Linked DNA regions of Mus musculus: all the other regions are linked to region 1. The links are chromatin contacts, called in public Hi-C, HiChIP or PLAC-seq, Micro-C and promoter capture Hi-C maps. All regions are on one chromosome and are shown on one strand. Each heading gives the region's core, a stretch centred on a gene start, on an enhancer-like site or on the middle of the called end of the contact. The rest is flanking DNA. Distances are from core to core; before and after follow the strand shown. Region 1 holds the start of Cdk5r2 (cyclin-dependent kinase 5, regulatory subunit 2 (p39)). Region 2 holds the start of Des (desmin). Region 3 holds the start of Ctdsp1 (CTD (carboxy-terminal domain, RNA polymerase II, polypeptide A) small phosphatase 1). Region 4 holds the start of Resp18 (regulated endocrine-specific protein 18). Region 5 holds the start of Dnajb2 (DnaJ heat shock protein family (Hsp40) member B2). Region 6 holds the start of Tuba4a (tubulin, alpha 4A). Region 7 holds the start of Abcb6 (ATP-binding cassette, sub-family B (MDR/TAP), member 6).

Evidence for each region. Hi-C and Micro-C count contacts between places; a contact is called where the count stands out from the background. HiChIP or PLAC-seq counts read pairs in DNA pulled down with a chosen protein or histone mark. Capture Hi-C pulls out chosen DNA fragments and counts their contacts.
Region 2: a contact with region 1 is called in a promoter capture Hi-C map of pancreatic islet. The contact joins the promoter of Des here to the promoter of Cdk5r2 in region 1. A contact is called at or near these places in 2 of 39 promoter capture datasets (the HPC-7 cell line and hematopoietic stem and progenitor cells), 2 of 484 Hi-C or Micro-C datasets (bone marrow-derived macrophages and embryonic stem cells) and 2 of 9 other capture datasets (adipose tissue and pancreatic islet).
Region 3: a contact with region 1 is called in a Micro-C map of embryonic stem cells, with 4 times the contacts expected there. The contact joins the promoter of Ctdsp1 here to the promoter of Cdk5r2 in region 1. A contact is called at or near these places in 3 of 484 Hi-C or Micro-C datasets (all in embryonic stem cells), 2 of 115 datasets of contacts at active chromatin or transcription factors (embryonic stem cells and pancreatic cancer cells) and 1 of 9 other capture datasets (pancreatic islet).
Region 4: an H3K4me3 HiChIP or PLAC-seq map of stem cell-derived neural progenitor cells shows a contact between it and region 1, with 2.2 times the contacts expected there. The contact joins the promoter of Resp18 here to the promoter of Cdk5r2 in region 1. A contact is called at or near these places in 16 of 39 promoter capture datasets (the 3T3-L1 cell line, the C10 cell line, the HPC-7 cell line and 10 more), 4 of 484 Hi-C or Micro-C datasets (bone marrow-derived macrophages, cortical neurons, embryonic fibroblasts and 1 more), 3 of 115 datasets of contacts at active chromatin or transcription factors (bone marrow-derived macrophages, pancreatic cancer cells and stem cell-derived neural progenitor cells) and 3 of 9 other capture datasets (adipose tissue, liver and pancreatic islet).
Region 5: a contact with region 1 is called in a Hi-C map of rod photoreceptor, with 2.5 times the contacts expected there. The contact joins the promoter of Dnajb2 here to the promoter of Cdk5r2 in region 1. A contact is called at or near these places in 2 of 39 promoter capture datasets (the 3T3-L1 cell line and the C10 cell line), 1 of 484 Hi-C or Micro-C datasets (rod photoreceptor), 2 of 115 datasets of contacts at active chromatin or transcription factors (embryonic midbrain and pancreatic cancer cells) and 2 of 9 other capture datasets (macrophages and pancreatic islet).
Region 6: a promoter capture Hi-C map of pancreatic islet shows a contact between it and region 1. The contact joins the promoter of Tuba4a here to the promoter of Cdk5r2 in region 1. A contact is called at or near these places in 4 of 39 promoter capture datasets (the 3T3-L1 cell line, the C10 cell line, cranial neural crest and 1 more), 3 of 484 Hi-C or Micro-C datasets (embryonic stem cells, forebrain and nephron progenitors), 4 of 115 datasets of contacts at active chromatin or transcription factors (astrocytes, embryonic stem cells and pancreatic cancer cells) and 3 of 9 other capture datasets (adipose tissue, liver and pancreatic islet).
Region 7: a contact with region 1 is called in an H3K27ac HiChIP or PLAC-seq map of embryonic stem cells, with 2.3 times the contacts expected there. The contact joins the promoter of Abcb6 here to the promoter of Cdk5r2 in region 1. A contact is called at or near these places in 2 of 39 promoter capture datasets (cranial neural crest and embryonic stem cells), 2 of 115 datasets of contacts at active chromatin or transcription factors (embryonic stem cells and pancreatic cancer cells) and 2 of 9 other capture datasets (adipose tissue and pancreatic islet).

The regions. Positions count from the first base shown.
Region 1 is chr1:74,853,220-74,856,470 of GRCm38.p6, reverse strand. Cdk5r2 (cyclin-dependent kinase 5, regulatory subunit 2 (p39)) reads right to left here and starts at 1,442. Exons shown (of 1, transcript NM_009872.3): 1 at 1-1,442. The coding sequence starts at 1,373. The coding sequence ends at 264. Gm16582 (predicted gene 16582) reads right to left here. Exons shown (of 4, transcript NR_151618.1): 2 at 1,956-2,128.
Region 2 is chr1:75,358,592-75,361,842 of GRCm38.p6, reverse strand. It overlaps Des (desmin), which reads right to left and starts at 1,551. Exons shown (of 9, transcript NM_010043.2): 1 at 851-1,551. The coding sequence starts at 1,425. RefSeq lists a promoter at 1,509-1,589, silencers at 1,590-1,877, 2,044-2,089, cis regulatory regions at 1,878-2,044, 1,319-2,487, 1,440-3,251, 903-3,251 and an enhancer at 2,089-2,488.
Region 3 is chr1:74,390,157-74,393,407 of GRCm38.p6, reverse strand. Ctdsp1 (CTD (carboxy-terminal domain, RNA polymerase II, polypeptide A) small phosphatase 1) reads right to left here and starts at 1,799. Exons shown (of 7, transcript NM_153088.2): 1 at 1,444-1,799; 2 at 1-130. The coding sequence starts at 1,510.
Region 4 is chr1:75,276,728-75,279,978 of GRCm38.p6, reverse strand. Resp18 (regulated endocrine-specific protein 18) reads left to right here and starts at 1,564. Exons shown (of 6, transcript NM_009049.2): 1 at 1,564-1,777. The coding sequence starts at 1,672.
Region 5 is chr1:75,234,619-75,237,869 of GRCm38.p6, reverse strand. It overlaps Dnajb2 (DnaJ heat shock protein family (Hsp40) member B2), which reads right to left and starts at 1,447. Exons shown (of 9, transcript NM_001159883.1): 1 at 1,281-1,447; 2 at 922-1,018; 3 at 306-415. The coding sequence starts at 986.
Region 6 is chr1:75,217,601-75,220,851 of GRCm38.p6, reverse strand. Tuba4a (tubulin, alpha 4A) reads left to right here and starts at 1,558. Exons shown (of 4, transcript NM_009447.4): 1 at 1,558-1,659. The coding sequence starts at 1,657. A630095N17Rik (RIKEN cDNA A630095N17 gene) reads left to right here. Exons shown (of 3, transcript NM_001243090.1): 3 at 279-757. The coding sequence ends at 392.
Region 7 is chr1:75,178,755-75,182,005 of GRCm38.p6, reverse strand. It overlaps Abcb6 (ATP-binding cassette, sub-family B (MDR/TAP), member 6), which reads left to right and starts at 1,614. Exons shown (of 19, transcript NM_023732.3): 1 at 1,614-2,436; 2 at 2,938-3,075. The coding sequence starts at 1,888. It overlaps Atg9a (autophagy related 9A), which reads left to right. Exons shown (of 16, transcript NM_001288612.1): 16 at 75-1,145. The coding sequence ends at 80.

The DNA.
Region 1 (3,251 bases), core at 193-2,692:
GCGCAGACAGACGGAAAGGGTGAACGAAGTTGGGGGTGCACTTCCCGCGATCATCCCCCACGCCCACCCCACGCCCAGTAAATCCAGACACCGCGGCCTCTGGCGTCCTAGCCTCCACCTTCCCCTGTGGGGCAGGGGCGGCTCCTCCTCGGCCCAGCCTGGGCATAGAGCAGCGGTAATAGCGACGGTGGCTTGATGGTCCCGGGGTTTCCGGGTGTGTGTGAGGGGCTGGGGCGGGGGGCGGGCGCGGCCCCTGGGAATCCCTAGCGGTCCAAGTTCATAGTCCAGTGCTTGGCTCCGGTCGCGCAGCTGTCCCTGGCGCTCGAGGAGGAGGTGGTGGACGCGCTGCTTCCGCTCGGTGGACCCCCGGTGCTCGCCGCGGCCTCGCCCTCGTTCTTGAGGTCTTGAAAGACTTGCGTGAAGAAGTGGGGGTCGGCGTTGAGTCGCAGCATCTGCGGGCTGAGCCGCTGGATGAGGCGCAGGCAGCGCTGCCAGAAGCGCTCCTTGTCGGGCTCCACGAGGAACGGCTTGAGCGGGTAGGAGATCTCGTTGCCCATGTAGGAGTAGGCGAGGTAGAGGCAGGTGAGGAAGGCGGCCTGCAGTTCCGCGGCCGACGCCAGCTCGTCCCCACGAAGCGACTCCCGGCACAGCAGGTACACGAACACCAGGTTGGCGGGGGTAATGAAGGCCTGGTCTTGCCAGCCCTGCAGCAGCAGCGAGCGGTCCACGCCGCGGAACCAGCCCACCAGCTCGCCGGGGCTCAGCTCCTTGAGGCGGTAGCAGCGTCGGCACACGAAGTCGCCGAGGCAGCGGAGCAGCTCGCCGGTAGACGCCTGCACGATGACCCGCCGCGGCGAGCCTCCGGGCGCCGGCGGTGCCGCCTGCGGGGCTGGGGGTGGCGGCGGCGGCGGCTTTCCCCCGCCTGAGCCTGGTGGAGGGGCGGCTGCGCTGCCCCCCGACGGGGGCTCGCAGGTGGCAGCGGTCGTGGGCACCGTGGGCACCGGCACGGCCAGGGGCTTGGCTGTTCCGCCACCGTCGGGGCCGTCGCGGCCCTTGCGGAGAAGGTTCTCGCGGTTGCGTTGCTGGACCAGAGGGTCGGGACCGGTGGACGCTGGCTTGGGCGTCACCTTTTTGCTGCCTTTCTTCTTCTTGGCCGAGGCTGCCACTAGGCGCTTCCAGGTGAGCGCCGAGATGAGCACGGACGGCCGTTTGAGCCGGCTCTCGCCTTTGCCGCCCTTGCCGGCCGGCGGCGCGCCGTAGCCCCCCAGCGCCTCGTCCCCCGCGGGCGGCGCCTTCTTTTTCTCCTCCGGCAGCCCTCCCGGCCTCCGGCCCTTGGCCGAGGAAGCAGGGGAAAGCGACAGCACCGTGCCCATCCTGCAGAGCGGGGCCGGCGCCCGGGCCCCAGCGGGAACCGCGGGCGGCGCCGCTGCTGCTGCAGCCCCGGGGGACCCGGCGGTGGGGGGCCTAGCCCCGGCCCGGGCGCGCGGACGGGCGGGGGATGGAGCCGCTCTGCTGCGCCGCGGCGGCTGCTCTGAGCCGAAGCTGCGCCAGCTGCAGCGTCAGCCCCACCCCTTGGGCCCCTTCTTTCGCCACGCCGCGCCCCGCCTCACGCAGCCAATCCTGACTCTAGTTTTCTTTGATCGGCAGCTCCTCTAACCAATAGGATGTTGCATACTAATCTACTGTACCGCCTTACCCACCGCCTGGAGTCTTCAGTCCCTTACCTTTTCCCAAAGGGGGAAAAGGGGGGAAAGGAGGAAAAGGAGAGAGGGGGTGTGTGTGATTCTGAGGTCTCTTTTTCTGGCTGAGCAGGGGGTTGAAGTGAGGTGAAAATGGTCCTTCCCATCTCTTCCTCCAGATCCCAAGACCATGGGTCTGAATGTTTTGATACACTGTGATACACTGGGTCCAAGCCGCAGTATAGAAGCCATGGGAACAGCCTATCATTCGCTCACCTTTGAGTTTGTTTAGTGGGCAATATGGCAGCTTGCCCTCATCGAGACACCCCAGTTGCACCTTCCGGCTTCGCCCATCTGGATGTCCGCTTGCTATCCTCTTCATCGCCCCCCCCCCCTTGGGGACGGGGGTAGGGTGGGGTGGAGGAGACTGCTGCAGGCTCATTCCTGATCTGTAAGAGAATGCTAGTGTGTGAGACTCTGAGCAACCGAGCAAATGCACCCTTTCTCCTTGGCAGAGGGAAGGATGTGTGTCTTTGCTTCACGGAGCAGGAACAGGGGGAAGTCTAAAGACAACCTAATGAGTCTGTACTTGATTCCCTGCTTCTGACTCTGACCCCTGGACAGCTCATTTTTGATTGGTTGTCCCAACAACACATTCATCTCACCCTTGCATGCGTGATGGATGGTTGGACTCCAGGGAACTCTGGAAATTGGTTTAGTTGAAGGCCCCAGTCTGGGGTCTACTGTGTGGAAATCGGTTGGCTCAACTTCCAGTCAAGATCCGGGGTCCTAGTTGAGATGGATTTTAACCAGTAGACAGCTTCCTTGTGCTCAGACTCTAGCTGTTCCCACTCCAGCTGCCAGCTATTATACTGGGAGCTGCCGGTTTCTCTGGACCCCTCCATTCCTGCTACGGACCACATAGGCCTTGATCCCAGACTTTGAGCCTTATCGGCAGGTTGTGAGAACCGCTTGTCCTGGGCCACTTCAGTGTGTCTTGTAGGACCCTCCAGTCTGCTGTCTGTGGCTTCCCTTCCAGGAGTCTTAGTGAACCTTAGGCATTGGTGTGGGGGTTTGGTTTGGTGGGCAGAGAGGTAACTATCCATTCTGTAACAATTCTTAGAATTGTTCTTGGATCTCAGTCTCTGTGTCTCTGTATGCCTGTCTGTCTGTCTGCCTGTCTGCCTGTCTCTCTCTCTCTCTCTCTCTCTCTCTCTCTCTCTCTCTCTCTCTGTGTGTGTGTGTGTGTGTGTGTGTGTGTGTGTGTGTGTGGTGTCACATTCAAGCTGGCTTCCATCCTTCTTCAGCCTCCCAGATCCTGGGATTATAAGCACCACCAGGCCTGCCTCCATTTCTGCCAGACCCAGCACAGCACCAAAGGTCCACTGCTGTCAGAATCAGTGTGCGCCCACTTTCCTCTCTCTGTATGTGTTTCACTATGCGCATTCTGTTCCAGAATCCCCTTGGGTTTCAGCTCACAGCAACAGAGGCTCCAGCTTTTCTCTGCAGTTTCACAATCACAGCTCACACACCCCTTCCCGGGAGCTGAGGTCTGGCTTCCTCAAATCTTCT
Region 2 (3,251 bases), core at 302-2,801, 510 kb before region 1:
ACCCATGTAGGAGCTAAATAAATGTCTGTGACTTTGGTGGCAAGAAGGTGACACTGCTCATCTGGGTAAACAGAAACAGGACCGTCATGATGTACGGAGTCTTTTCTGTTTTTGTTTGTTTGTTTGTTTAAATAAACTTTTTTAATTTTCTAAAACAAATCTTGCTAAGTAGGCCCGGTTGGCCTTGTATTTGCTCCGTATCCTAGGCTTGCCTAGAACTCATGGCAGTTCTGTATCATCCTCCCTAGTGCTGGAATTACAGGGGGTGCCCCCATATCCGGATTATTCAGCCTCTTTTACTGGATCGTGGTGGAATGGGTCACAGCCTTTATCCACTGTCCCCTTTACTCAAACCTGTCCATTTACCAAGTGCAATAACATTACCTCAGCTAGGCCCAGGGGCCTAGCCCCCACCCCACCCCCATCCCCGCCCCTCCCTTGGGCCTCATCACAGCTAAGCTTAAAACTACTGCCTGGCTTCCCTCCTGCTCTTCCCAGCCCATCCATCCTTCCAGGCTCTCATCAGCCTCGCTTCTCCCTCAGAACGTGCTCTGACCCTTTCCTTGACTATGGTCATCATCACTCTAGCAACTTAGCATCCTTTCACAGGCAGCTGCCCACCGTGCACTAGGCAAGGTTCCCCCATTTCCCCCATTTCCCCCATTTCTTCTGTCTACCTTCCCAAGACTACTACTCCAGTGTTACATAGAAGGGGCCAGGAAAGATCTCTACTTAGCGAACACCGGGGAATGACCTTTTCCAAACATGGGCTGAGGAGGGAGGGTCTCAGGCGAGGGGGAGGGGGGCTGCTGGGGACGGGGGTGAGGGGAAAGATCTGGGAGGCCCTCACTTGGCCTTGAGCCTCTGCAGGTCGTCTATCAGGTTGTCACGCTCCACGTCGACCCGGGCGCGCTGGTTGGTGAGCACCTCCACCTGGCGCCGCAGCTCGCGCATCTCCTCCTCGTAGAGCTCGGCGACCCGAGTCGGTTCGCGGCCCTTGAGCCGGTTGACCTCGGCGGCGAGCGCGGCGTTCTGCTGCTCCAAGAAGCGCACCTTCTCGATGTAGTTGGCGAAGCGGTCATTGAGCTCTTGCAGCTCCACCTTCTCGTTGGTGCGCGTGGCCAGGAACTCCTGGTTCACAGCGTCGGCCAGGGAGAAGTCCAGCAGCTCGCCCGCGCCATAGGATGGCGCTCGGGTGGTCCCCAGCCGGCTAGACCGCAGCGACCCCAAGCCTCCAGCCCCGCCCGACGTGCGCGACACCTGGTACACGCGGGATGTCATTGAACTCGAGGAGCCCTTGGTACCGAAGCCTGCTCGAGGGAACACGGGAGAGCTCAGCGGGGAGCCCAGAGAGAAGCCCGGGGCGCCGCCGAAGGTGCGGCGGTAGGAGGACACGCGCTGGCTGGACGAGTAGGCCTGGCTCATGGTGGCGGCGTGGACGAGGCTGGCTGGGCGGACGCACAGAGGAGGCAGCGGGCGGGCAGCCGGCTGGAGTGGATGTGAAGATGGGTGACGGAGCCCCTTAGCTGTCTGCACTATTTGTAGCCCTCCTGACATCACCCCCCGGCGCCCCTCCCCTGACAGCTGCAGGATCCCTCTGTCCTGCCAGGAAAAGGGCGGCCACAGGCGAGGGGGCGGGGAGGCCAGCTCCCCCGCAAGAGGCCTGCGCCCCTGGACAGCCCCAAGAGGACAGAAGACAGGCAGGCCTGCTGGGTTTCACAGGGCAAGGAGCTGACAGGAGACCCCCGGCCGGCCCCTTTTTTTCCATTTGGATGCCTGCCTTATCCTGGGGAAAGCGGGCTAGAGAATTTCGTTTGTTTGAGGCCCCCTATTTTCTCCGAGGAGAGGTTTTAGGTTATTGGAATGAACAAGAAGGACCCCCGAAGTGTTTTATTCGCACAAGTTGCCTAGAAAATGCTGAGGTTTCCAACGACTGTGGGCAAAGCCCGGACAGGTCTCTACCATCCTTTCAAAAGAGTCTCTAGGTAGGCCTGTAGGGTAGGTACCGGTTAGTCAGAGAGTGACCCTGGCCGGGGCACATGCATATCACTGATACCTGGGTTTTAACTCTGAGCCTCAGTTTCCCTTGGGAGGAATGTTGGCCTTCTGCTTCCCTCAAGTTTATAGCCAGCAAGATAGTTTCCAGAATCTTCTGACGACTGTTTCCAACTGCGTGTAGTCGCACCCCCGCATCGCCTTTGCCTGACTCCTGCGCCCCTGTCTCCCTCGCCCCCTCTCTGATTCATCCCCCTACTCACACCGCCCACACCCACTCACACCACGGGTTTGTGTTTTGTCAGGAGATGCATGTCAAGCCAGCCGTCTCCCTAGCAGCAACAGCTGCCAAGGCGAAATACCAGAGCTGGTATTTATAGAGGAGAAGGAAAGGCCCAGCTAGGAAGCAAGGTACAGGAGAGGCGTTCTGGGGACTGGGAGCCAGGCACCTGAGGAGACAGAGGTGTCAAGGAAGGCTGACAGCGACAAGCTTCAGTCACTCCAGGACCCCAACAGAGATGAAGGCCTGGGGTGTGTTCGCCTCTCTCTTCCCTGAAGCACAAGGCGCACACCGACCCCTAAGGGCATCTACATTTCTCTGTGCACCTTGCTGCAGCTCTTCACTGAGCCCTGACCCTCCTAGAACACAAACCCTGGAGATAGAGTACTAGATTAGGGGTCCATAGCTCAACCTTGGAAATGGAGCCCTGGATTAGGAGCCGTAGTCCTACCCAGGGCTGGTCAGAGAGAAAGCGGTGCCAAAAGGCATGTCCTTGTCCTCCCTACCTCTCAGGGTCCTTAGTCATAGAGTGGGGGCCAAACAGCTTCGCATGACTGTGCAATGAGCCTTTGAACAGGCCAGGGAGACAATAAAGCATACACCAACAATAACAATAATGCCTTATATGTACTGATCCCTGCTGGGAACACCACGCCTGTGACTCCCCAGTTCTCCGATAGCATCGTGAAGCAGGGGCCACATAAATGCCATTTGCGTAGCGTAGCATAGTGAGGTAGCCTGACTACAGGGTCTAGGTGATTGGCTCTTTCTCTGCCATAGAAATGAGCCAATTCAAGCCAGATTAGATGATTTTAAAGGCAGGTTTGTTGGGGAGCTGCTCTCAGGCGAGTTCACTGACCCCAAGGATGGAGGCCAGGGGAGTTTCATGGGTGGGGAGAGGAGGAAAGAGAAAGAAGAGAGAAAGGGCTCTAGCTCAGAGAGAGAAGAAGAGAGACCAAAATGTCTGGATTATATA
Region 3 (3,251 bases), core at 550-3,049, 460 kb after region 1:
TCCTCCACCAGCAGGGGAGCCCCACTGTGGGCAGGTAGGGGCTCCCCATCATCCCGGCAGACACAGCAGAAGAGGGAGTGGAGGATGCCCCGACTCCGGGGCTTCTGGGAAACTGCTGACTTCTGGTCACCTGAAGCAAGACGTGAATGTGGGCACACTGGCCTGCAGGGGCTGCATGCACTCCAGTCTCAAATCCCTGAGCACAGAGAATGTGAGCATTCTCCCTCCATCAGGAGACACATGGGGGTGGCTCTGGCTGGCTGTCCTCCAGAGAACCCCGCTTCCATGAGCCCCACCACGGGCCACTTCAGGGCCCCTGCAGCTCAGCGTCTTAAGGAAATCTGGTGTGGCTTTTTAGGAAGGCAGCCACTTTAAGAAGTAGATGGCTTAAGGAGGGGACCGATTTTTCTCACGGTTGGTTCTCAATCATCTGACCCCACAGGTGGACGTTACCTGAGCATCCCCTGCTCTGGACCTTCAGGGCTCAGGGCCCTGTCGTCCACTCCCACTCTCCCTCCATTCTGTCTACCCAGTGAGTCCAAAGTCCCCATTGAGCCTGGGCCCAGAGGCCAGTGTCCCAGGGCTGTCAGCCCCACCGGCCCCACCTCCTTCACCCCGCCCCGTCTCTTTGCAGCGGCCTGTCTAAATTGACAGACCTACCCCCACCAAGCCTCTTCTCTAATCCTTTCTGCCTCCAGGCCACCCCCCCCCCAACCCCCAAAGAGCGAGGAACTGGACAGTGGACAAACCCGGAGTGACTTCCCAATCTTGAAATTCACACAGGGGAGGGAGGGGTGAGCCCCACTCTTGCGAGCCTTAGGGGCTCCGCATAGGCGGGCAGCACCCCTTACAGGGTGGGTGCAAGCGTGCACAGGCCCGAGGCCAACCGGCCTAGCCTGTTGCAGCCTGGGTGTCGCGTGCCCAGCTGGATACAAGGCCCCCAAGTCTGTCTTGCAAGGCTAGGGGCTCTCTGCCTTCGAAGGTGTCGTCTGCACCTCCACGCGTGACGCCCGAGTTTGTGGGAACCTGGCTGTGAGTTAGTTGGCGGGAGATCCCTGCAAGCCTCCCCAGCCCGCTGTCACCTCGGCACCCCTTCCAGACCTCAGCCTGGAGGGGGCGGAGCCTCAGCGGGTGGCCGGGTGGCCGCCTCACCCCCACCTTCTCGTCCCATTGGCGCCAAACTGGGGGAGGGGGTGACGCCCGGGAGCCCGCCAGCCCCTCGCTCGCCTTCTGCCTCAGTTTCCCCACTACGAGAAGCCTCGAGCGCACTGGTGGCGCCAGGCCCCGCCCAGCGCCTCAGACTCTCGCGGAGTTCAAACTCTCTCGGCCGCACTGGCCGGGGCTCGGGCCGGGCCAGGCCGAGGCGCGCGCCCGGGACAGCGGCAGCGACCGCAGCGCGGGGACGGCCCCTAGTCCGGTTCTGCCCTCCCGCCGCCCGCCTACCTTTGCCCCGCAGCGGGCCCCGCGCCTCCTCCTTGCTGATCTGAGTAATGACGGCCGAGCTGTCCATGGGGCCCGGCGCGCTCCGCTCCGGCCGGACTCTGGCCCCGGCGCCCGGCCTCCCCCCCGGCTCGGGCCGGAATCGGGGCGCGGGGGGGAGGGGAGGGTGGGAGGGAGGGATCCCCGCGAGCTTCGGAGGGGAGGGGAGCCAGGTTCTCGGGGGGAGGGGGAGGGAGGGGGCGCGGAGGAAACTTTGTTACAACATGGAGTTTCCTCCCCGCGAGGCGGATGCAAACATGGAACCCGGGCGCCGTTTCAAGGCTTCCCCTTAAAAGGGCAACGGCTTCGGCGCGCCTGGGACTCCGCCGCAGCTTTCATCACTTCTGGGGCCCGGCGGGCTGGGAGGCGGGCCGGGTTGCTGCGGAGATCCAGGGGGCGTCGCCTCTCTTCCTGCGGTGTGCTGGCCGGACCGAGCGTTCTGCGGCTGCGTGGCAGAGCGGACAGCCGTAACCCGCCGCTGCGGGCCACCGAGCCCCGGGACTTGAGGCCCGCCCCAGGCGCCCAGTCGGGGAGTGCCCGAGGACGTCGGGGCTCCACCTCCACGCATTCCAAAGTGCTGACACGATCTGCCTCCGTTTGTTCCTCTGGAAAATGGGATGACGCTAACTTTCTGTAAAATGGGTTTTAGTTTTTTTTTTAATTGAAATATTTTATGTGTATGGCCTGTAAAAATATATATGTTTATGTATGTACTCCACATATTTGTAGTGCACTCTGAGGCCGGACGAGGGCGTCAGATCCCCCTGGAACTGGAGTTAATAGCCGGTGTGGGCCTTAGGAGCGGAAATAGAGTCCTTTTAAGAGTGACATGTGCCCCTGAGCCATTTTTCCAGCCCCTAAAAAATTTAAAGTTATATTTATGTGTGGAGGAGGATACACGTTCTACGAGTGGAGATCAGAAGTTCTCTTCTTCCTCTCTTTGGGAGAGGCATCAAACTCAGGTAGTCAGGCTGGCCAGTAGACACCTTTACCCCCAAGCCTTCTCACCGCCTCTACAATGGGTCTTTTGTCTAACGTTGTGAATATCCCGTTCCCCCCCCCCAAAGGCATTCTTTGCTAGCCCCAGTTATGCAAACTCATCAAATTGTGGAATTGTAGATAGATTGATTTTATTTTTGTGTATGTGTATGAATGCCGGAGCCTTCAATGGCCAGAAGAGGGCGCCATCGCCTGGAGCAGAAGTTGGAGGCAGTGGTTAGCCTTGAGTGCTGGCACCTGAACTCATTCAGGTGGCCTGCATGAGCAGGGACTTCTCTTAACGGCTGATGAACCTCTCCAGTCCTAAATTATGTTCGTGATCCAACTGTAACTATCAGCATTCCCTGCAGTCTCGAGAACATCCCAGGATTGAAAAGTCCACTTCGGCGCCTACCTTTACCGACTGTCCTGTAGCAAATCTCGCCCTCTTCCCCTGCCAAACCCTGGCAGAAGCCGAGCCTCTGCTGCTCAGGGCGCCTTGTATCTTGTACGTGCTGTTCCCTCGGCTTGAAACGTGCCCCTTCGTCCTTGGCAGAGCCAAATCCCATCGAACTAGAAGAAATACCACCTTGTTTAGAGGCCCTCCACCCCCACCCCACCGCCCCTATCTGTGATTATTAGAGGGGCCCCGTCTAGGGCTGGCTGTGCTCCCGAGTGCTCAGGGGACGCCCGCGGAGGGAGGGCCCAGCGCCCGCCCTTGGGCGCCTGAGACCGCAACCGTTCAGATTTTAAACACACGTGTCACCGGATCTGTAGTGACACACCCCAGCCAG
Region 4 (3,251 bases), core at 315-2,814, 420 kb before region 1:
GCAGAGGCAGAGGCAGAGGCAGAGGCGGACAGATCTCTGAGTTCAAAGCGAGCATGATCTACAGAGTGAGTTACTAGATATCCCTTGGCTGAAAAAACCTTTCTTGAAAAAAAAAGAAAGGAAGGAAGGAAGAAAAGAAAGGAAAAGAAAGGAAAGAAAAAAGAAAAGAAAAGAAAAGAAAAGAAAAGAAAAGAAAAGAAAAGAAAAGAAAAAAGAAAAGAAATTTCTCTGAGTCTTAACAAGCTTCCCTTTATGGTTTCCTGAGTCTTAAGTTTCCCTCCTGGGTGGTATATGCCAATTCATTGTTTTATAGCACCTCTCAAATTGCTTCTATAAATCATTTAAAAAATAAAATGTTAAGCATATAATCGGTGACAACAAACTTTCAGATCCTGGCGTGGGAAAACACCTTGTGCCAGACAGTCCTGTTAATATATACTGACTATATATATTTTTTTTTTCCAGGCAAAAGACAAATGAAACTGTGTGAAGACACAGAGTCCAAACAAAAGGAAGAAAAGTGATTGGGATCATAACCCTTGGTGAGTAAATGTTCCACCAGGTGAGTTCTACATTTCCCCCCACGACACGGCGGACAGTTCACCGTTCCCTTCAGCACCAACAGACTCTAGCAGAAAGTAATGGTGGAACAGGCTGGGGAGCAGAGTTGCAGGTTCTTAGGTGCCAAGGCAGCCAGAAACTGAAGAGGAATTCTGGGTAATGAGTGGTCTACAGAGAGAGAACCTGAAATCTGAATGCAAATCTCCCCTAAATTCTCAGCTATCTTCTAAATAGCACATGCACAGGGGTGAGATTTCCAAGAGCCTAAAGGAAAAGCCAGATATCTGAGCAAAGATTTTGGCAGCTGCCACGGTTCTAAGGAGGCAAAGCCTGGAGCCAGAACCCACAAAATTAGAGGGTCTTCCTAAACACCTCACCGAGTCTCAAAACACCCTGAGCAGTAAATACTGAAGAAAGACAATGCAATCCAGAGACTCCACAAAGCATCAACCCAAAAAACACCCACTTTACAACAAAACTTAACATTGGAGCTTAGAAACATGGCACGGGACAAGTGGCAGTGTGCCAGGTACTTAGTTATCGAAATAGATCTATTTTAAAGTGTACGGTGGTTAGGATTTGGGCAACCACAATGGCTGTGGGAAAATAAGGATGGACATTCAGTGTTTTGCGGGTTGAACCCATATGGTTGCTAAAAGATTTTAAATGGATGAAGAGAAAACGAGGTCGAAGGCAATAACCAGTCATCAGGCTGAGTGCTCACTCTTCCCTCGCAGTTCATATTTAAATATCACAACCAAACACATGAAGTTGGTTCCATTTCCACCCCCATCTCATATGCAATCAGTCTCTCCTTCCTTGGAGATTGAGAATGGCGGCTTATCTGGAAAAGTGTGTAGAGGGTGGGGGGCAGAAATTCCAAAAGGTAGAATGGAGAGAGGCCAAAGAGGATGGCTAACTTGGGTAAGCAGCTGCAGGGGCAGAGCCTGCTTGTGATTGGCCGAATTGCAGAGGAGGGCTCTGCAGATCTCTTGTCGCGTCTCTAGCGCTAGAGGGTGAAAAGTGACATCCTGGCACAGGCCCCCTGGCTATTGTTGCTACTTCCACTACGACCTAGCTCGAGGAACCGTGAGTTTGGATCCAGCCAAGATGCAGAGTTCGTTAAAGCCCGCGGGCTCCGGGCATCTTCAGCTACTGGTCTGCTTCCTTCTGCTTTACAGTCGTCCAGGCAGCTGCAGCGACATAAACGCCCACGGTCAGGAGAGAACTTGGGGTGGGGGTGGGGAGTGCGGACAGGCCAGAGAGCAATTCTGAGAGCAGAGGTTCTGGCCTTCAAGGCTAAAAGACTCAGGAGGAAAACCGTTTAGGATGACAATAGAGAAACGCAGAGGGTTTCAGCGGGACAGAAGCAGTCTTGGCATTTGGTGTTCAGGGTCTAGACAGAAGGAACGACCCAGGGAAAGGTTGGGGGTTGGGGAAAGAGTAGGAAAAACAGATGAGCCAAGGGTGGCTGCAGTACACCCCAGACGTTTCGGGGGGGGGGGGGTCAGGAAAGAGATAACCAGGACTAAGTGGAAAACCAGGAGTGCTCGTATTTGGTTATCTTATCAAGGGAATAAGTGGGTGGGGCTGAGAGACAGAATCAAGGCTCAGCCATAAACCTGCAGAGTACAGGGGCTGGACCCGGTTTCATGAAGTGGGGGAAGCTAGGTTGGGGTGAAACAGGTTGGAGGGAGACCATTCTACTTCCTCCTGTTCTGATCTGCGCCATCCTGGATGGACCTGGCCGGCACTCACTTGGTAACAGTCGGGGAAAGACTGCGCAGCCTCAGAATACCTGCGCAGACCATTGCACAAAGTCCTAGTCTGACGCCCCATCTCCCTGCGGGATTCTTGGGTTTGGAAGCCAATGCAGAGGATTCGCAAAACACTGCGGGTGGAGATCTGGTGTCAAACAAGGGGAGAACTGAGGCAGGGTGGGAACGGAGTAGAATGGGGGGTGGGAAGTGCAGGTGCCAAGGCGTTGTCATTACCGCCCGCAATGACTACATCTGACCCTCCTCAGCACCACGGACAGCTCCAGCCCATTCTGTGGATCCTGGTTTCCCCATGTACTTTACCAGACACCCTCTCAGACTGAACATAGCCTCTTCTTTGGAAGTTCTCTTTTTTACCAGGACACTAGAACCTCTACTTCTTTCTAGGGCCAGGAAACTGTATTGTGAATCTATCTGAATGGAGTGAGGGAGAGAATTGCCCATTCTTGGAAGACCTATGATTTGAGGCTAGCCTGAGATACATAGCAAGACAAAGAGTTTTGTTTTGTTTTGTTTTATTGTTGTTGTTTGTTTTTTAATTAACTGAAGTGGAACAGGGAGAATTTTTTTCTTTAACACTACTCACTTATCCTTCATCCCTGCCCTTCTCTTACACACCATTGAGCAAATTGTGTTTCAGGGGAAAAAATCCCAACCTTCAGACCTTACACATAGGAATACAGTCAGCCTTCCCTGCCCCCACATTCTTCATCATGAAACTCTGCGTCCTCAATTCTACCAACTATAGATTGAATGCAGACACATGCACCGTCATTATTCTCTAAGCAATGCATAAAACAGCTATTTACGTTATATATTGGCTATTATAAATAATTGGGAGGTTGTTTAAAATATACAGGAAGAGACTGGCAGGAGGACTCAGTAGATAAATACACTTGCCACCAAGCTCGA
Region 5 (3,251 bases), core at 198-2,697, 380 kb before region 1:
CATCAGACCTGGATTCATATTCTGGCTCAAGAAATGGGCAAATTATTTCATCTCTCTCAGCCTCAGTTTACTAGCCTACAAAATGGGGGTGATAAGCTGGCCTGGCAGGAAAGCTATGACCTTCCCCGATCAGGACCCAAATTGCTCTTCAGACCCTGCTAGACAGACATAACATGGAGGCGATTAAACACTATCTAAAATAAAATCATGGAGGAGACGGGATGGAGGCGTGGCTTTAGGAAGGAGTACCAAGAATGAATGGAAGCAGGGGGACATGCCGGTCCCTGCAGGACCCCAAGCCTTACTGTCAGATAGTACTTCATAGGCCTCTGCCACCTCCTTAAATTTTTTTTCAGCAAATTCTTTATTATCCGGGTTCTTGTCTGGGTGCCACTGCAGAGCCTTCTTTCGGTACCTGCAGGAAGTGAGTGCAGAGGGAGGGTCAGGAGACTGATGTAGGCTTTGCCCACCGACTACCCTTTTTGCTTAGTCCAACACCCTTTCACTGCCCCGATCCCAGAATACCTCACGACTGCAGCCTGTATTCAGGGGTTTCTCTCCCTGTGGTGTGCCAGGGATATGAGTAAAAAGGAAAGTCCCTGCCATAAGCCCTTTCTTGGGGTTCTTTTGATAGAGCTATCTATAGCCACAGGGAGAGTGGAGACACTGTCCTGTCTCATAGCCTGGGCATTTTAGCACTGCAACCTGGGCAAGCCCACATGTAGGAGCTGGAGGAGAGGGGAGCTGGGTGTATAGAGGACGCTAAAGAAGGTCAGCTCTTCTTCCCTGGCTGGACTTGGTCTTCGTACTTTCCCAAGGGTCTCCTTCCTCCCTTCAGCCAGACCTCTAAAGGGCCCCTGGCACTCAGGGGGGCGGGGAACAAGGGTCAGAGCCTTTCTGTAACACAGCCGAGGCACTTACGCCTTCTTGATGTCATCAGGGGACGCACTCCGCGGTACGTCTAGAATCTCGTAGTAGGATGCCATGGCAACTCAGCGTCAGACGTCCCTCCTCCAGGCTGCGGGAGAGAAGGGGTCAGGCCGACAGAGGCACCGCAGCTCCGTGCGGCCGCAACCCCGGGCAGGCAGGCGACACTTCGAGGTGGAATCGGGCCGGGGAGCCACGCCTGCGGCCAGTGACTAGGCTCCTTCGCAGCCTTTATCTGGTCCCGCAGGCCGGTGCCCAGGGCTATCTCACGGCAGGAGTGGGGAGCCCTACCCGAACCCCCTAAGTCTAGTAACCCGATCTGAACCCCCAACCTGACCCAGCTGGGACCGCACCTCCTCTGCCGGGAGTCCCGCCCCTGCCCCCCGCAGGGGAACCGCCTAGCACCCGCTGCCCGGCTCGCGGCCACTGCGTACGACACGCCAGGCTGGGTTGTGTGCGCAAGCATGCGTCAGCGCCCTGGAAACTACTAGAGACTCAGAGGGCCGGCTCGGCCGGTCACACGAGGGGGCGGGGGCGGGGGGGGCGGGGGCGCTGCAGGGGCTGCTGGGAGATGAGGGCGGAGCCGTTTATTTTAGTTTTTCACCCAGGCGACGTCATTCCCAGGTGGGACTTAGGAGGCTGAAGTCGGCTATATCTTTCCAGCTATGACGCAGTCTCTCAAACACAGGCAGAGGGGCGGTCCGCAAGCTAGGTGCGGGTCCCCTGTCCTGTCGCTGGCCTCTAAAAGTGCTTCACGATCCCTGAGTACTTCCCCCAGGCCATCACCTCCAAGACTCACCGAGTCTCCTCTGGGCCTAACCCTTCTTCATAGCTTAGCTCCAGTGCTAAGTCTTCAAAAGAGGCTGCCCTGGCTCCCCTGAGTAGGTCAGACCTGCTTTTTATAGAGTCTCGTGGCATTTTCTTCTCCACACTGTCAGAGCCACAAATTAACATTTATTTGATGATCATCTATCTCCCCCAGTAGAATGTAAATTATACAAGGTAAGAATTGTGTCCTCCTTCGTTCGTCATCCCCTTAGTCTTTAGTCAGAATTGAAACGTATCAGTTGGACAGCCGAATAACACTTGGAAGACTTTTAACATTTTTGACCTAGAAAGGGTGAGGTAGAAGAGCCTAGTATGAGGAAATTAGTAGACTCAACGTTTCTCTTCCACAGCTGATCGTAAGTAGATCTATTTAGCCTCAGAATGATTTCTGGATTCAGATCTCAGGAAAAGGGAACCTTCCAGAAGTGGGTCTTGTTTTATTCCATCTGGCCAATTCCTAGACATTAGTGTACTGTTTTCTTAGTAGATGCTGCCAGAAGGTACTAAGAATGTAAAGCTATGGGGATAGCTTAGGGGTAGAGTGCTTGCCCAGCAGCCGCCAGACCTTACTTAGCCTCAATTCCCAGCACTGGGGGAGGGATAAAAAATGGCATGGGATGTCACACACACACACACACACACACACACACACACACACACACAGCCTATCAGCAGAACCCACTGGGAAACTCAGAACTCTGAGAGCAGGGAGACCTGGCCTTGCAACCGGATGCTGCTGTGTGACTTGGGAACATCCAAGGCCTGTTTTCCCCCTTAAGTATAGGTAACACCTAGAGTTGTTAGAAGTCAAATGAAGCATGGTTTATGGAAGCTGTTATTAGCATAATGCTTTCTGGTGTCACACATGACCCAAGCAGGAATGGTTGTATGAGTCCAGTCAGTGTTTCAGGACAGGTGACCTGGGGACATCTCATCAAAGCAACAGCTTGAGCACCAACCAAGGGAAGGCTGCCGTCATTTTGTCCCCTTTTCCTGTCTCCCCACCTTCTGAACTCCTGCCTACATCTAGAGACTTCCTACCTACACTTGGGGAATTTTGGTTGTTTCAGCCTTAATAAGAGATGAAGTATCTACCACAGAACTTTGAGGCTCTTGCTTCCCTGATCTAAGGGTGCAGGCACAAGATGAGTTCTGCCAATGAGAAGTCACGACTAAGTGGGACTTCAAATCTGAATAGAGAAAGAGAGATGAAGGTGAAGGTGGCTAAGAATTTGCTTCTGTGTAGTGCAGGTTGCTGTGGGTCCTTCAGCGGCCTCTTGTGCCTGGAGGAGGAAGTGTCTGTCCCCGTGCTGAGGACAGATGATCACTGTCGGGAGGGAGGGGACAGAGCTGCCAGACCTCCTTTGTCACTGCTGTTTGAGGTTTGGCTGCCAGCCCTGCATTGACTGAATCGATGCGAGTTCCATACGTTGCTAATTTGAGGGTGATTTAGTGGCGGGAAATGGTTGATTTAGTTTAGTTTTGCTTTGCTTTGC
Region 6 (3,251 bases), core at 309-2,808, 360 kb before region 1:
TAGCCTTGTACACAATCCTGTGCCTGTCTGACCTCAAGACTGAAGTGGTTACCTCAGTTTTACAAAGAACGGAATCTGAAGGCCAAACAGGTTTAGAGTTTTGCCTAATTGTTCAGATCTTTTTCTATCCCTTGTGCCGTGTGGGTTCATAGGAAACGAGAAGATCTTCAGAGTGGCCACTGTGTCCTGTGATCATCAAGACTCATTCCTTTGCACAGACCATGACCCATGATTGCAAGCGGCTTAACCAAATGTCCGTGTCCATTTTCTTTTTACAGAGGAGACCCTCTCCCAACCATGGTGCTAGGGATCAAACCCAGAACTTCACAAATGATGACAGCATGCTACCAACCGAACTACACACTCAGCCTCTCCCAACGAAATTCTCCTAACCAGATGTCAAGGACTAGAAAGAGATCTTGTGAAATGTATTGTATTCTTTTCTATGACTTCTCTTAAGTCAAATGCCACTAGCTACTTTGTTGATAGAACGTCTGCCATTGCTGTATATATTTCGGCCTTGTGTTATGCTGACAAACAGCTCTGTCCCTAAGAAGAGAATGGAAGCCCATGCTGGTGAAATCTTTTTCAAGTGATGACTACCTTAGGAGTCAGAATTTTTATGGCCATGAAAACCAGCACCTGGGCTCCTCCTGAGGGATTTTTTTTCCGGTGGGGGTGATGTATGTCTGAGAAAGCAGAAATAGTTTTTAGAAAGGCCTGTCCTAGTACGAAATGGAAATAAAACGTAGAAAGGAGGTATCTCTTCGACTGTACAAGCCAAGAACTCAGTGACACTAAGTCACTTGCCCAAGGTTGCATAAGGCCGACCGGATGCTGTTCCAGAGGCTCCAGGTTCTGTGCTCCACCGCAGCAGGTAGGTGGTCGAGGCGGGGAGCTAACTAATAGTGACGGCGCTAATGACGGAGCCTCTGACCAGCGAGTGGCCTGGCCGGTGAAAGGTGGCAGATTCTCGCGTCGGCCCTCACAGATTGGCTGCGCCGCTCGGCTTTGAGGGATAGTCTACCGGATCGGCACCCTGGGGCTCAGGCTCTGTAGTTCTAGGTCCTCGGCCTCCTACAGGTGTGGGCGAAAGCCTACCAACTCGGCCGGGGACCAGCAGGCGGCGGTCTGCTGTAAGGGGGTCTCGGGCGACCAGTCCCAGCTGCCCAACCCGCCCGAGCCCGGGAGGCGACGCTGGGAGGACAGCGGAGAAGGCCGGGGACAGCCGCTTTTGAAGGATTGCTTGAGCTTCATCCGCCCTAAATCGGAATACCTGCACCATGAGCGTCTACATGACGCGGGTGCATTCGAGACACGCTCCGCCACCGCACCCTGCGTCTCTGCTTCGGACCTTCGGAATCCGGGACATCGGCTCAAAACTAGGAACGAATATGGGCCGCTGCTTCTAAGCCAAACCCGACAGGTGAGAGAATCCGGAGCGGCAAGGGGAGGGGATACGCCTAGGTTTCACTCCCCTGGTGGCCACCTATCCTGACGGGGATGTAGTCTTTAAACCACCCCGCCCCATGGTGGGCGGGCTGAGCGCGCAGGTCCCGCCTCCTGCCTATAAGAGCGGTGCGGCACTGCAGCTCCGCAGATCTCACCGAGACCCGTGACCCCGACTCTACGTGAGACGTACAGCCCAAACTCATCATGGTGAGTGAGGCCCCGCCAGGATCTCTCCGGTCCTATAAACAAATGTCCCGCTTCTCTGGGGGAACCTTCCACTAGAGATCTGAAGACCCTTTCCTTAGCATTCCGAGTTTCCAGGAGATGTAAGAGTTTTGCACTTCCCCCACCTCTCCCGGTGACTTTGACCTAGTGTGTTGTCCACCTTCAGAAGCTGGGGACTGAGGGAGGGTGTTTCACTAGCAGAGAGGAGCCCTTCTGTAGTGTCCTCCTGCCCTACCAAGCGTCTGTGTTCCAACCCTCCTGAGGGGAGTCACGAGGTTCCGTACCCAGTGCTCTCCTCCGGCAGCAGAAGACCTGCTCAGCTGCCCCCGCCACCCATACCCCCTGAGTGAGTCCCTGGAACTGACCGAACACGTGCCTGGCGCCGGTTGGTTTAAGGGGTTACTTGGTACCGCACCCCGTCTTCCTCCGTGTGCCTTCTTCCCATCTACACCCCCCACATGACTCAGCACCCCCTCCTGAGCCAGGAGGGGTGGCGGGAATGGGGTTCGGTCTCGGGAGGCCAGCGGGCCCCTCCTACCCGAGTGCGGGTGCTCGCGGGTGCTCGGAGAACAGGCAGAGACAGCTGGCGCTGATCGACAGCCCCGGCCTCGGCCAGGTGGCGGGGGAAGGGAGAGAGGTGTATGAAGGGGTTTGTATTTATAGCCCGGAGCGGGGGCAGAAATCCAACCCGAGCTTTCAACTGGGAAGTAACTGGAAAGACTCCAGTGGGAGAGCAGACGTAGGGCCCAGGTACAGATGGCGTTCCCCTGGCTTGTGCAGCAAGGCGGGTTTCCTCAAGGGCCTCCTAGCAGGTTCCACTTCCTTTTCTGGGTATTTAGAAATTGTCGTGCCCCACCCCGCCCCCACGCGCCATTTGGTTGTGAAAAGGGAGGCGCACAGGTTCTATAGACCTGGGCGTTGCAGGGGTTAAATTATGGACCACCTAGATGTAGCCTTAAGTTGCCAGGGCTCCAGTATGTATACCTGTATTGCCTGCCCCTGCCGTCAGCGTTTACCCGTATTATCGCTGCTATTTCCATGTGGGCTGAGGCGAGGATGGAGGTGGTGAAGCAACGCAGAGTGTGAGGGTGGAGGTGGGGAGAGGAGCCAGATGGGATTGATCCCTCAGGGCCAGATGGAACTTAAAAGTGGAGGTTCTAGCATCCTGAAGGCCAGAATGGTCAGTTGATACCAGATGGAAGGTTGAGACACCTCTTTGCCCACAGGAAAGAAGGGGAGAGGGTTGTGAGAATTTTCAAGGCAAAGATTAACCAGGGAGGAAGCTGCTGGCTATAAACTATAAAACATATTTCTAGACGCTGCACGATCTGGAAGCAACTGGAAAGTCTTCTGTCTCTCGGTGTCTATCCCTCTCTGTGTCTTTCTCTCCCTGCACCCTTATTATAATTGCTGAAGCCCTGCCTGTCAGGTGTGCATGTCCTCTCTGTCCTGTGTATCCTGTGGATGTAACAGGATTATACAGCTCTCACTTGGTAAATTCTCTACTGAGAAGTAGGCTAAGGGGTTGGTCTGCCCTGCTGGCTACCTCCAGTCTGGGGAGCCCTGTGCTGAGG
Region 7 (3,251 bases), core at 365-2,864, 330 kb before region 1:
TATTTCTAGATTCCTCTGGGGCAAGACGATAGCTGAAGACTATCTGTACTACCGGTCTTTCCTTTCCTCCACAGGTATAGGCAAGGCGGTAGCTGGTTCCCATGCTCCAGGATGGAGGTGGCAGCTGCCCTGCCATCCCTTCTGTCTGCCATGAGAGGGACTCTCTGAGTGTCGCCTGGCCCCACGTGTGGTGTTTTGTGTGTTCCTGCCTGGCCAAGGGAGGTGCCAATGCTGGGCTTACCATAGTCCAGGAAGAATATGAGGACTAGGGGCACACAAGAGTCTAGCTTCGTCTCCAGGACTCCCTTGGCTCAGAGTGTGGTGCTAGAAACTGGTCCCCAGCCCAGTCCCAGTACTGCCATCTTTGCATCCACCCCTGCAAGTCTCCAGAGGGCTTCCTGCCACAGAAGTGCTGCCAAGCAGAAGAACCTGTGCCAACTGTGGAGTGGGGAGGCAGGGCCTGAACCCTCAATCCCTGCAGCCTAGCCTCCCCACCCTCCAGAACCTGGAATAGCTGAGCAGCTCAGGCTGTGGCCCTTACCTCCAGTCCTCACCTCAACCTGCGCTGCAGCCTCCCTCCCCCCTGCACATCACTGGCATGTGTGCTGCTTGACCACCCCCCCTTCTGTTCACCTGCCCCCCTTCTGTTTGGCTTTGGCTTTTTGTTGGGGTGAGAGCCCTAGCTCCCAGCTCCCCTCACTATCTTTTGACACTAAGATGGAAGGTTACTAAGTTGCAGGAACAGGATGAAAATTCTTTATTACCCTCTTCAACTTTTAGGACGAGCACTTGGGAGTGTGAGGCCTTCCTGGCTGCTTCTATGTAGTCCTACCACCTGCACAGAGGGGCTGGCAGGGCAGAAGTGTGACCTCAGTTATATATACATCCCAGCTCTGCCCAGTATCCCTCACTTACCAAGAGGAGAATGGAGGGATAATGGACTCACCCTAGCCTAGGGCTTCGACATTGCATGCTGGGATCCAGCTCCTACCCTTCCTGCACTCCCTTCCCCAGTTCTGCTCAGCTCAGCTGTGGGAGGTAAACTTAAGCTGAAGGTGGCGGACTCTACTGTCGCAGGCCACAGCAGACAGGGTGGGAGCCCTGTACAGCTTGATAACCCTTAATAAAGAAGGGACTTTGATCTGGTTGTGGCATCTTTTTTTTTCCCCCACGCAGCAGTTTGGGGGGGGGGGGGGGGGTCTTAGGACTGTAAAAGAGTCCTGGCCGGGAGGCTTGGGAAACAAGTACGCCTGCAGGACCACGGGAACAGAACTAGGACTCAGAGAAGAGCTGTTTCTAGTGTGCTTCAGTAGCTTGATAATGTGTGAAGCCCTGAGTTCGTTCTTTAGCACTATAATAGAGGGAACTGAAGCAGGTTAGAGACCAGGGAGGCCTCGGTGTAATGCCTTTATAAAGGGCGGGGGTGGAGGGTGGGGAGTGCAAATTCGGACGCACTACTCTGTGGAGGTCAAAGTCTCCAGTCAGATTCAGGTTAGAGTTCCCGCCTTGGACATGTGACCCAGTCGGTTCTCAGCCCTATTTGTGTTCCTTACCCTTGGCCAATGGGAACCCTGGATAGATCTGGTGGGCGGGGCCGCTGCCGTAAAGGACCCAACATTTTTGTGCGGCGGCTCCGAGCCTTAGGGTCCCAGCTGCTAGCGAGTGGGAACCGGCAAGCACGGCGTACGTGGCTTGCGTGAGTATGCGTGGTAGCGGCGCGTGCGTGAAGAGAGTGGGCAGTGTAGCAGGTCCACGTGCGTCCCTTCCCGCGACCCAAGCGGCGTAGCTCCATGTCCCAGGACACCCTGGCATCTGCGGCCCTCTCTGAAGGGTCAGCCCGACTCTTTGTGCAGTGACCTCAAGTTCAGCCAGCAGCCACACATCGCCATGGTGACTGTGGGCAACTACTGCGAGACCGAAGGGCCGGCGGGGCCCGCTTGGACTCAGAATGGCTTGAGTCCCTGCTTCTTCTTCACGCTAGTGCCCTCGACACTCCTGACTCTGGGGGTACTGGCCTTGGTGCTGGTTCTTCCCCGCAGGCGTCGGGAGGTGCCTGCTGGCCCAGAAGAGCTGTCTTGGGCGGCTGGCCCTCGGGTGGCCCCATATGTGCTGCAGCTGTTTCTGGCCACACTTCAGATGGCACTGCCCCTGGCTGGTCTGGCTGGCCGAGTGGGCACTGCTCGGGGGGTCCGTCTGCCAGGCTACCTACTGCTGGCTTCTGTGCTGGAGAGTCTGGCCAGCGTCTGTGGCTTGTGGCTGCTCGTGGTGGAACGGAGCCAGGCACGGCAGAGTCTGGCAATGGGCGTCTGGATGAAGTTCAGGCATAGCTTGGGTCTCCTGCTCCTCTGGACTGTGACATTTGCAGCCGAGAACTTGGCCCTAGTATCTTGGAACAGCCCGCAGTGGTGGTGGGCCAGAGCAGATCTGGGCCAGCAGGTAAGGAGCCTTATGGGAAGGAGATACACTGATATTTGACAAGTACTGTGTCAGGACCAACTGGCTCCATGCTTTAGAAAAAAGAATGGAGTGTCTGGCGGTGGCTGGAAGCTGATAGCCAGCTGGTGGGGTTACCCAGCATTGGATGGGGTGTGTCTGTGCTGAGTCATTGTGGGTTTTTTTTTTTTAATTAAAAAAAAAAAAACCTGTTGCTAGGCTCCTGGTAAGCATCTGAGTGTTGTAAGAAGTAATACAATAGGTTTGGGTAGTGGTTCACACCTGTTCTGTCATTGTTTTATTTTTCTGGTTTTTCTTTCTTTTTTTCAAGGTTTATTTATTTTATGTATATGACTACACAGTAGCTGTTTTCAGACACAACAGAAGAGGTCATCAGATGGCATTACAAATGGTTGTGGGAATTGAACTTAGGACCTCTGGAAGAGCAGTCAGTGCTCTTGACCGCTGAGCCATCTCTCCAGCCCCTTCTCTCTTTCATTCTAGGTTCAATTTGGCCTGTGGGTCCTGCGTTATGTGACCTCTGGAGGGCTATTTATCTTGGGGCTCTGGGCCCCAGGACTTCGCCCCCAGTCTTATACTCTACACGTTCATGAAGAAGACCAAGATGTAGGAGGGAACCAGGTATGCCAAGTGTATACACTCCTTTAACCCCAGAGGCAGGCAGATCTCTGTTGAGGTCAAAGCCAGCCTGGTATACAAAGTGAGTTTCAGGACAGCTGAGGCTGTTACACAGAGAAAGCCTCTCTCAAAAACAAAACAACAGAACCAGGTATCCCTAGTTTTCTCAGTCAAGAGTA